2 separate regions of the Gossypium arboreum genome follow, and region 2 is linked to region 1. Evidence: chromatin contacts called from public Hi-C data. All regions are on one chromosome and are shown on one strand. Each heading gives the region's core, a stretch centred on a gene start, on an enhancer-like site or on the middle of the called end of the contact. The rest is flanking DNA. Distances are from core to core; before and after follow the strand shown. Region 1 holds the start of LOC108482147 (UDP-glucuronate 4-epimerase 5). Region 2 holds the start of LOC108465553 (GTP-binding protein At2g22870).

Region 1 (4,082 bases), core at 555-3,054:
AAAGCAACACGTGGAATAACAACTAAAATGCTGCTAGCTTTCCATCACTACGAATTGGGACGAGAGGCCCACCCTACAGGCAAAGCAGAATAGCACCCCTACTTGCATGATTATATCAAGCATACGATGAAGTAAATGCTCAATAAACCACCAAATGAACACAACATAGAAGTAATCAATATCAACTAAAATGAGAAAAAAAAAATGAGAAAGTTTCACTAAGAACTCTTCTTCTTTGACCTCGAATAAAAACTGAGGTACCATCTCACTAACTTCTTCAACCCTGCCTCCAAATCAGTCGCCGGCTTGTAACCGAGCTCCATCATTGCTAAGGTAATATTGGCGTGTGTAAACTCCACATCCCCATTTCTTGGTAATGGCACTACTTTCTTCTTAGCTTTCACCTTTAAAATCTTCTCCAATATACTAACCAACGTACTCACAGGTACAGGCGAAGTATTCCCCAAATTAAAAATCCTCAATTGTGCAGGCCCTCTTTTCTTTCCCCCACTCCCTGTACTCTTCTTTGCCGTATCCAATGCTCCCAAACACCCTTTCACTATATCATCGATATAGGTAAAATCTCTAGCCACACTACCCTTATCTGGTGATTCATATACAGTGATAGTTTTACCTTTCATTATATCTTTAGTGAAAAATAAATATGCCATATCGAGCCGACCCCAGGGACCATAAACCGTGAAGAATCGCAATCCAGTTAATGAAAGTCCATAAATATGATTATAAGTATGCGCAATTCCTCACCAGCTTTCTTTGTAGCAGCATATAAACTAGCAGGTTGATCAGTTCTATCTTTCTCTGAAAATAGGACCTTAGAATTCAAGCCGTATACCGAACTTGAAGATGCCCAGATAATTGCCGGTTGAAGGTTGGCCGATTTCGACACTCCAGTAAGTTCACAAATCCAGCAATGTTACTATGAACATAAGATCCTGGGTTTTGCATAGCGTAACGAACACCTGCCTGAGCTGCTAAATGCATTACGTGAGTAAACAAAACGGCATCGAACAGTTGCTCGAGAAGACCCTTGTCGTTGATGTCGCCTTCGACGACAAAAACCCAAGCTTTTTCGAGGATCTTCTGGCGAGCCCTTTTCAGGGTTGGATCATAGTAATGGTTAAAGTTGTCAAGGCCAAGGACACTGTCTCCACGGCGTTTAAGAGCGAGGGAAACATGGGTTCCGACGAAACCGGCGGCGCCGGTCACAAGGACGGTGTTACCGGTGGTAGAGCGAGGACGGGCAGATTTGCGGATTAGTTTGTGGGAAAGAGAGAGTGGGGTGCGGTGGGACCCAGTAGATAGGTGGCGGCGCAACGATGGTTTGGAAGAAGGGGAGTAAAGTAGGAGGAGGAAGATAAGGAGGACGGAAAGGAAAAGGGTAATAAAGGGTTAGCTTGGAAAGAGAGGAAGATGCGGCGGAGGAGTTGAAACGGAAAGCTTTGTCGGGTTTGTATTTGCCAGGAGTGGATGGAATGTTGTCAAGGTGTGACATTTGGAACAATATAAGATGGGATTTAGGATTAGGGTTCAGATTTTTAGTGGTGACGGCGGTGGTGGCGACAGCGGAGAAAGAGGAGGAAGGAAAAAAAGGAAGGTTTGGCTTTTTTTTTTATACAAATAACCTTAAAAAAACAAATTAATTAACAAAATGACTTAAGGAAAAAATTATTTAAGGAAATAACCTATTTTGAACAATGTAATTTGGCGTCCTCGATTGGTTAGATGGCACCATCTACTTTTCAGTTAGCATCTTTAACTAATCATTTGGTTTTAAAGAAAATAAAATTTTGATATCATGATTGTGTCAAGTGCCATTTATATATTTTTAAAATATGAGTGAAAATAATATTTGTAGCATCAATCATTTAAAAAAATATTTGTATTTTAAATATACATGAGAAAATATAAAAAAATATTTTATGGATGCAATCGGTATATTAGGTGGCATCAGTGAAAATTAAAAATAAGTAACATAAAAAGAAAAAAAGCAAAAAGAATTTCAGTAGTTTATTCTTCTGTTTCACTTTTTTTTAATTTTATTAGTGCCACTTGGCACACCAATACCACCTATAAAATAATATTACTTTTTGTATTCTCTTTTGGTGTAAATTGAAAATACAAATATCAATTTTAAATTTATATATTTGAAATGTTATTTAGACATGACAAATAATTGCAAATTTAATTTTGTTTGGTAAAAGAAATTGAAAGTAGATATTGGGTTTTAAAAACATTATTTATGTTATTAATTGATAGTTATAATTGTAATATATAGGTATTTGAATAGTTAAGGTACAAGTCTTGTTATATATAATTGTTTAAGCTCCTAGTTTTATTTTATGTGAGTTTTACTTTGATGGATTGATTTTAGTCTAAATTATTAGGATTCTTAGTTTATTTGTGTTATATATTAATTTGATTTTACTTTATAGTTTATTAGGCATGTATTTGTAATTATATTATAATTGTATTGAATTTATATTGTAAACTCCAAAAAAGTCAAGAATGCTCTCTCTTAGTCTCTTAGATAAATAGCACTGCCTGTGGATGGGTCTGAGTAAAGTGGTGACTTTAAAGGGAATGGAGAAGGATGAGATCTCTCTTTTGAAGGAGGAACTGATTCAGTCGTCCGTTAAAAGCTTGCTGGTAGTTCTAGATGAAAAACTGACGTTGTTATGCATTGTGTGGATTAAAAAATCTCACAATCCAGATAGTTTTCAGGCTTAATTAAAAAGTATTTGGCAGACTAAAAAGAAATTTGAGATATAGGTTACAAGACAAAATTTGTTTTAAATTTCATTTGAAGATGAAGAGGATCTGGAGTTGACTTTGGAGGGACAATCATGGCTTTTTTTATGGCAATTGATTATTTTTGATAAATTATTGGAATCGATGGAACGAAGCAAAATAGATTAGTGGCGTCTCTTTTTTGGGTCAAAGGGGGTCCTTGTCCCCCAGAGTGTGATTGAAAGGATCTTATGCATGCAATTGGATCCACCTCTAGGGGAGTGCTTAGATCGAAAGTCAAAGGTGATTTTTATAGGATTAAATTGTAGATGAATGTGCAAACACCTTTAAGAAGGGGATTTTTATTCTAACTGAGTCGCAATAGAGAATTTGGGTCCATGAAAATTTGCATGGAGTTTACTTTGGGTGTGGACAGATAGGGCATAGTATTAACGAGTGTATCGAGGTTACACTAAAGGTTAAAGACCTACCCGAGGATGAGTTACCATATTCGTTGGCTCTTAAGGCAAAATTAAATTTCTTGGGTAAAAAGAGTTTAAAGCTAAAATCTGTTGCGAGGAAATCAATGAAGCAATGGTCGTATACTAGAGCAGATGAAGAAAATGTGGCGGCACAATAAAATTAGTGAGGTCAGTCCATTCTCTAGGAGTGGAGGCAAACGTCAAATCGACGAAAATGGGAGCTGTGGTGGAGTTTGAGTTTGACTCGAAAACTATTAGTGTGAGGAGAGATTTCAGGAATGGCTTGGCTGATAAGGATTGTGAAACTGATAGAATCTTTCCAAGACTTTGATTGGGAAAATATGGATCATAATGAATCTCTTAATGAGATAGGGCGCAATATGAAAGTGGATGAAGTCTAATCTGAGGTCATGCGTTCATGGAAAAAGAAAAAAGACATGAGAGGAAATTGACGAGTTGGGGAATTTTTCCAAGCATTGAAAATGGAAAAAGAGCGAAAATTGTTGAAAAGACTCAGATGATTTAATGACTATCGTTACAGAAAGGAATTCTTCGAAGTAAGATTTAACTTCACTTTATCAGGGATCGACGGCTGCCAAGAGACAAGCCAACCAGGCGTAATGAAAATCATATGTTGGAATGTCCATGGTTTAAGGGGTCCATAGGCAGTGTATCGTCTTCAACATGTGCTGAAGCAATTCAGTCTCCAAATCGTCTTTTTCATGGAGACAAAACTTGATGGGAGAAAGATAGAAAGGGTAAGAAAATGTTGTGGTTTTATTAATAGGATAGACATAAGGGCTAAGGGAACTAAAAGGAGTATGGAAGGAAAAGACGTCCATTGATTTGAGA
Region 2 (4,082 bases), core at 554-3,053, 270 kb before region 1:
CAAAATTACTTAAATATTTGTTAAATTAGGATTGAAAACCTTCTAATAAGATCAAAATAAATTGAAAAGAGATTTTAAATAGTACTTTAACTCAATAAAATGAGATCTATCATTTTCAAGCTCGAAATCAAATTAAAATCAAAAGATATGTTGAAATCATGAATTAATTGATTAAAACTCAATTTAAAAAGCTAACACACCTAATTTAATCATGAAAAGTCAGAATGTTACTTCAACTTTGCAAAATTGACAAGCTACGAATCTAATTCGAGTTTGAACATGTAAAGAACTTTTAGAGAAATTGAGGATGAAATCATAAGTATTCTTTGAGATTGAAAGGAGATTATATGTTTGGAAAGCTTAGAAATAAAAAGGATGAACTAATTTCGAGAGAAAAAAAAGAATTGGTGTTTGGAAAATTTTTTTGAAGAGATGAAGAATGGGAGGGAAGAAACATGGGTGGTTTTAAATAGCCTACCTGATTTTAAAAATTGGCATTTGCCCTTTTGACCACCTACAATTTTCTTTCTTTTTCAAATTAGTCCTTGGTTTTCAATTAAAACCAATTTCAACTTGGTTTTCAATTAAAACCAATTTCAAAATTATTTTCAAATCAAGTCTCGTTTTTAGAATTCGTTTTAACCAAATTAATTCCCGAATATTTAATTTTAATTTCTTAACCTAAATTTTTTAATTCTAATTATTTTAATATTTTATTTAACTATCCCTAGTTTTTTAATTATCTAACCTAATTATGGTTTCTGATTTACTAATTCCTGATTTACTAACCCAATTCTTTAACCCGTAACTCGGGTTCAATGACCGGACCAGATATAGGGTGTTACAAATATTGTACCAATTAAGCTTTTTATTTTATGTTAGTTTAAGCATTAAATGCTAGTTTAAAACACGTGAAAACTTACAAATATATATCTATCTATTGCATAAATCACTTAGATTTGATGTGTTTTAAAAATAATAATTTTTTAATTTTTTAGTAGTACTTTTTAAACATGATAGATTTATGTTAATTATGCTACATTACTTATAATGTGATCGTGTCATTTAACTATGCTCCATGTTAAATATGAACTCTATTTAATGCTTAAATTGGTGAGTAGGTTGATAGAAGTATATGACTAATATAATATTGGTATTTTGAGAATTTAATGAGAACCAAGGTAATCAATTTCATTCCGGTATCATCTGTATTGGTCGAAATGCTCTGTTGTGGTAATAAACTAAAAAAAAAAAAAATTAGATTTCATTCCAATGCAACTTTCTATCAGTATCAATCATACCGATTGGTTTTGTCCTTAATAGTTGGAATATGATGTACCAATCGAAATATGGTGTACTAATTGATACAAAATTGAAATTTAAAATTTTATTATTTATTTTTGATTTGTCAAATGATTATATAATACATGCATAGTATGAGATAGTCTTTCTAGTTAAGATATGGAATAATTTTTTAACTTATTTATTTTGAGTTTATTTAATGATTGATTGTATTTTTGAATTTTATTGGAGAGTATTTTATATTTAAGATTTATTTAATATTATATTTGATATTTATAAATATATATAAAATAATTTTTAAAAATAATAATAAATTTGAAAAAATACATATACTAATATATTCCGGTATGAGTAGAAAAAGAGTATCTCCACCGGTACAGTTCTAACTACTTTAATCAGAACATTGTAAAGTTTAGGACCAATATAGAATTTTGTTGATAGTATGGGAACATTTTGTTAGATGACCCAAATAGAAATACTAGTGGCAAACTCTTTCTGAAACAACTTCGTTTTCACCCTCAAGCCCAAGTTCAAACTAGAAAACCCAGAAGAAAATATAATTATTTAAAGTTTAGGTCCGAGGACAGGCCCTATAGTTTCCCTTCTCTTTCTTTCAATTTCCTCGGCAAACAAACAAAAATTCCAGCTGCTTAAGCTCATGTAAGTTAAGAGTCTTAGAGGCTCAAAAAATAAAGCTACTTACTTCAACAGTTGTTAATCAATCCTTCCCAATAAAAAAAAAAATGCTCCTTCGAAATCGTCTCTTGTCTCTTAGTCTCACGTTGTTTCTGTCTCCTCCTTCTCCACTTCCCAAATCAGCATCTTTCCTTTTCTCTTTCAACAAAACCATCTCTCACTCAACCCATAAGCGCCCCGAATCGAAACCCGACGTGTCAGCTTCAAGGGCCGCCAAGCAACCGATGTCCGAACGGGCGCGGTTTGCGAAGACGGTGTTGTTCGTGCCACCCGGGGTCGACCCGGAAGACGTAACGGATGAAATGATATTGCCGGGTTCCAACATTGTAGTCGGACCTTATGCGGGTCATTCTCAGATTAAGGAAGTGGAGTTTGTGAAGAGTAGCGGTCGGGCTAAGGATTGCCCCAAAGATGACCGACCCGAGTTTGCAATCTTGGGTCGGTCTAATGTGGGCAAATCTTCACTTATTAATGCTTTGGTTCGGAAAAAAGAAGTTGCTCTTACTTCAAAGAAACCAGGTCGGTATATTTTTCAATTTTTTTCTCCTTAAAGTTTAAAATTCTTCTTTCTTTTACATCCCCATTTCTGAGTTTATTTTTTATTTTTGTTATTATCGTTGTTGTGGGATTGTTGAATATGCAGGGAAGACACAGCTTATTAATCATTTCTTGGTGAATAAAAGTTGGTATATAGTGGATTTGCCTGGTTATGGGTACGTTTGATTTCTTCTTTTAATTATCTGCTTCAACATTTGTCTCCTTCAATTCATGTTTAAGGATTTAAAATAGTTGGTAAGACAGAAAAAGGATTGAATTTCCAATTTATCATCCTAAAATTTTCAGAGTAGATTCTGGTGGATGAACATTTTTATTATTATTAACAAGCAATCACGTAAATATTTTATTGTAGTTCTTTTATATTAGTTTCCTTTATACAACTTTTAAATTGGAGGATAAAACGCACTTAAGCACGCTCAATGCCAAATGAACTAAGCTCAATCGGCAGTTCTATAGTACAAGTTAGATTACATTAATGTAAGCATGTATTAATATAGAGGGAGGGGGGGATGTTCTTATGCCCAGTTATTTACGTTTTCATGCTCTTTTATTATGGCTGCTTGTTGTTGGGTAACATTTTCATCTGCAAAAGAAAGAGGCATGGACTTGTATAGGCAAAAGGTAAATTAGTTGTACTGAATATATTTACAGTTTGGCTGTCTATCCAGGAATGAGGATTTTATTTCTAATTTTCACATACATTAAATCAATAATCAGATTATAGTATGATTTATAAGTACTATTTGAGTAAGTCAGTATTAGGTTACCATATAATTTTAATATTCTGGTAATCTTCTTCCAGCCAGCTGACAACCAGAACAACGAATTTGAACCCAGTAGCAAGATAACACTGCAAGTTATCAGCATGTTTTCTGTTCAAGTCCTTTCACTCTTCAGTATCACTTTAATAAATGCATTTATGGTAGTATTGTAGTTTAGTACACACAATTTAGTTGAGGATTGCAGATAGTTGGCTTATGCAGTTCCCTGCACTTTAGGTATAAGTTTTTGAAGTTTTTAGTTGGGGCTTTGAGTTTACCCTATGAACTGGTGTCGTTACTCTTTCGAACATTCTGCATATCAAATATGCCAATCTAATGAATTGTTCCCTCCTCTGTTTAGTCCTCATTTTGCAATGTTGATGAGAACTAAATCAATCAGTTAATAGATGTAATAGTGAAATTGCTTTCTTGTTGGTTAGCCAACCTTGCACTTGAAGTTCCTTCATGCCATTGAAGTTTATGCTTAATCTGTACCACATCTTCACTCAGATAGGGTAAGAATATTTGAAAAGTCAATGCCTAATCTGGTTGATGGACGCCTATGTTTACATGCCGGAATAAATTAGTATATCAGTTATGCTTTCAATAAGATTTTGGTGTGTGTAGGATGACTCCTTGACATAGAATATAATCCTTGAAAGGTTCATATATTTGCAGATTTGCTAGAGCCTCCAATGCTGCTCGAACAGATTGGTCTTCATTCACTAAAGGCTATTTTCTAAACAGAGACACTCTGGTTGCTGT

Evidence for each region. A called contact is a pair of places that touch in the nucleus more often than the background predicts.
Region 2: a contact with region 1 is called in a Hi-C map of leaf, with 3 times the contacts expected there. The contact joins the promoter of LOC108465553 here to the promoter of LOC108482147 in region 1. A contact is called at or near these places in 2 of 5 Hi-C or Micro-C datasets (both in leaf).

Annotation. Positions count from the first base shown.
Region 1 is chr11:41,939,244-41,943,325 of ASM2569848v2, reverse strand. It overlaps LOC108482147 (UDP-glucuronate 4-epimerase 5), which reads right to left and starts at 1,804. Exons shown (of 4, transcript XM_017785261.2): 1 at 1,404-1,804; 2 at 909-1,402; 3 at 760-906; 4 at 1-757. The coding sequence starts at 1,513. The coding sequence ends at 219.
Region 2 is chr11:42,204,280-42,208,361 of ASM2569848v2, reverse strand. It overlaps LOC108465553 (GTP-binding protein At2g22870), which reads left to right and starts at 1,803. Exons shown (of 4, transcript XM_017765902.2): 1 at 1,803-2,517; 2 at 2,642-2,711; 3 at 3,996-4,082. The coding sequence starts at 2,046.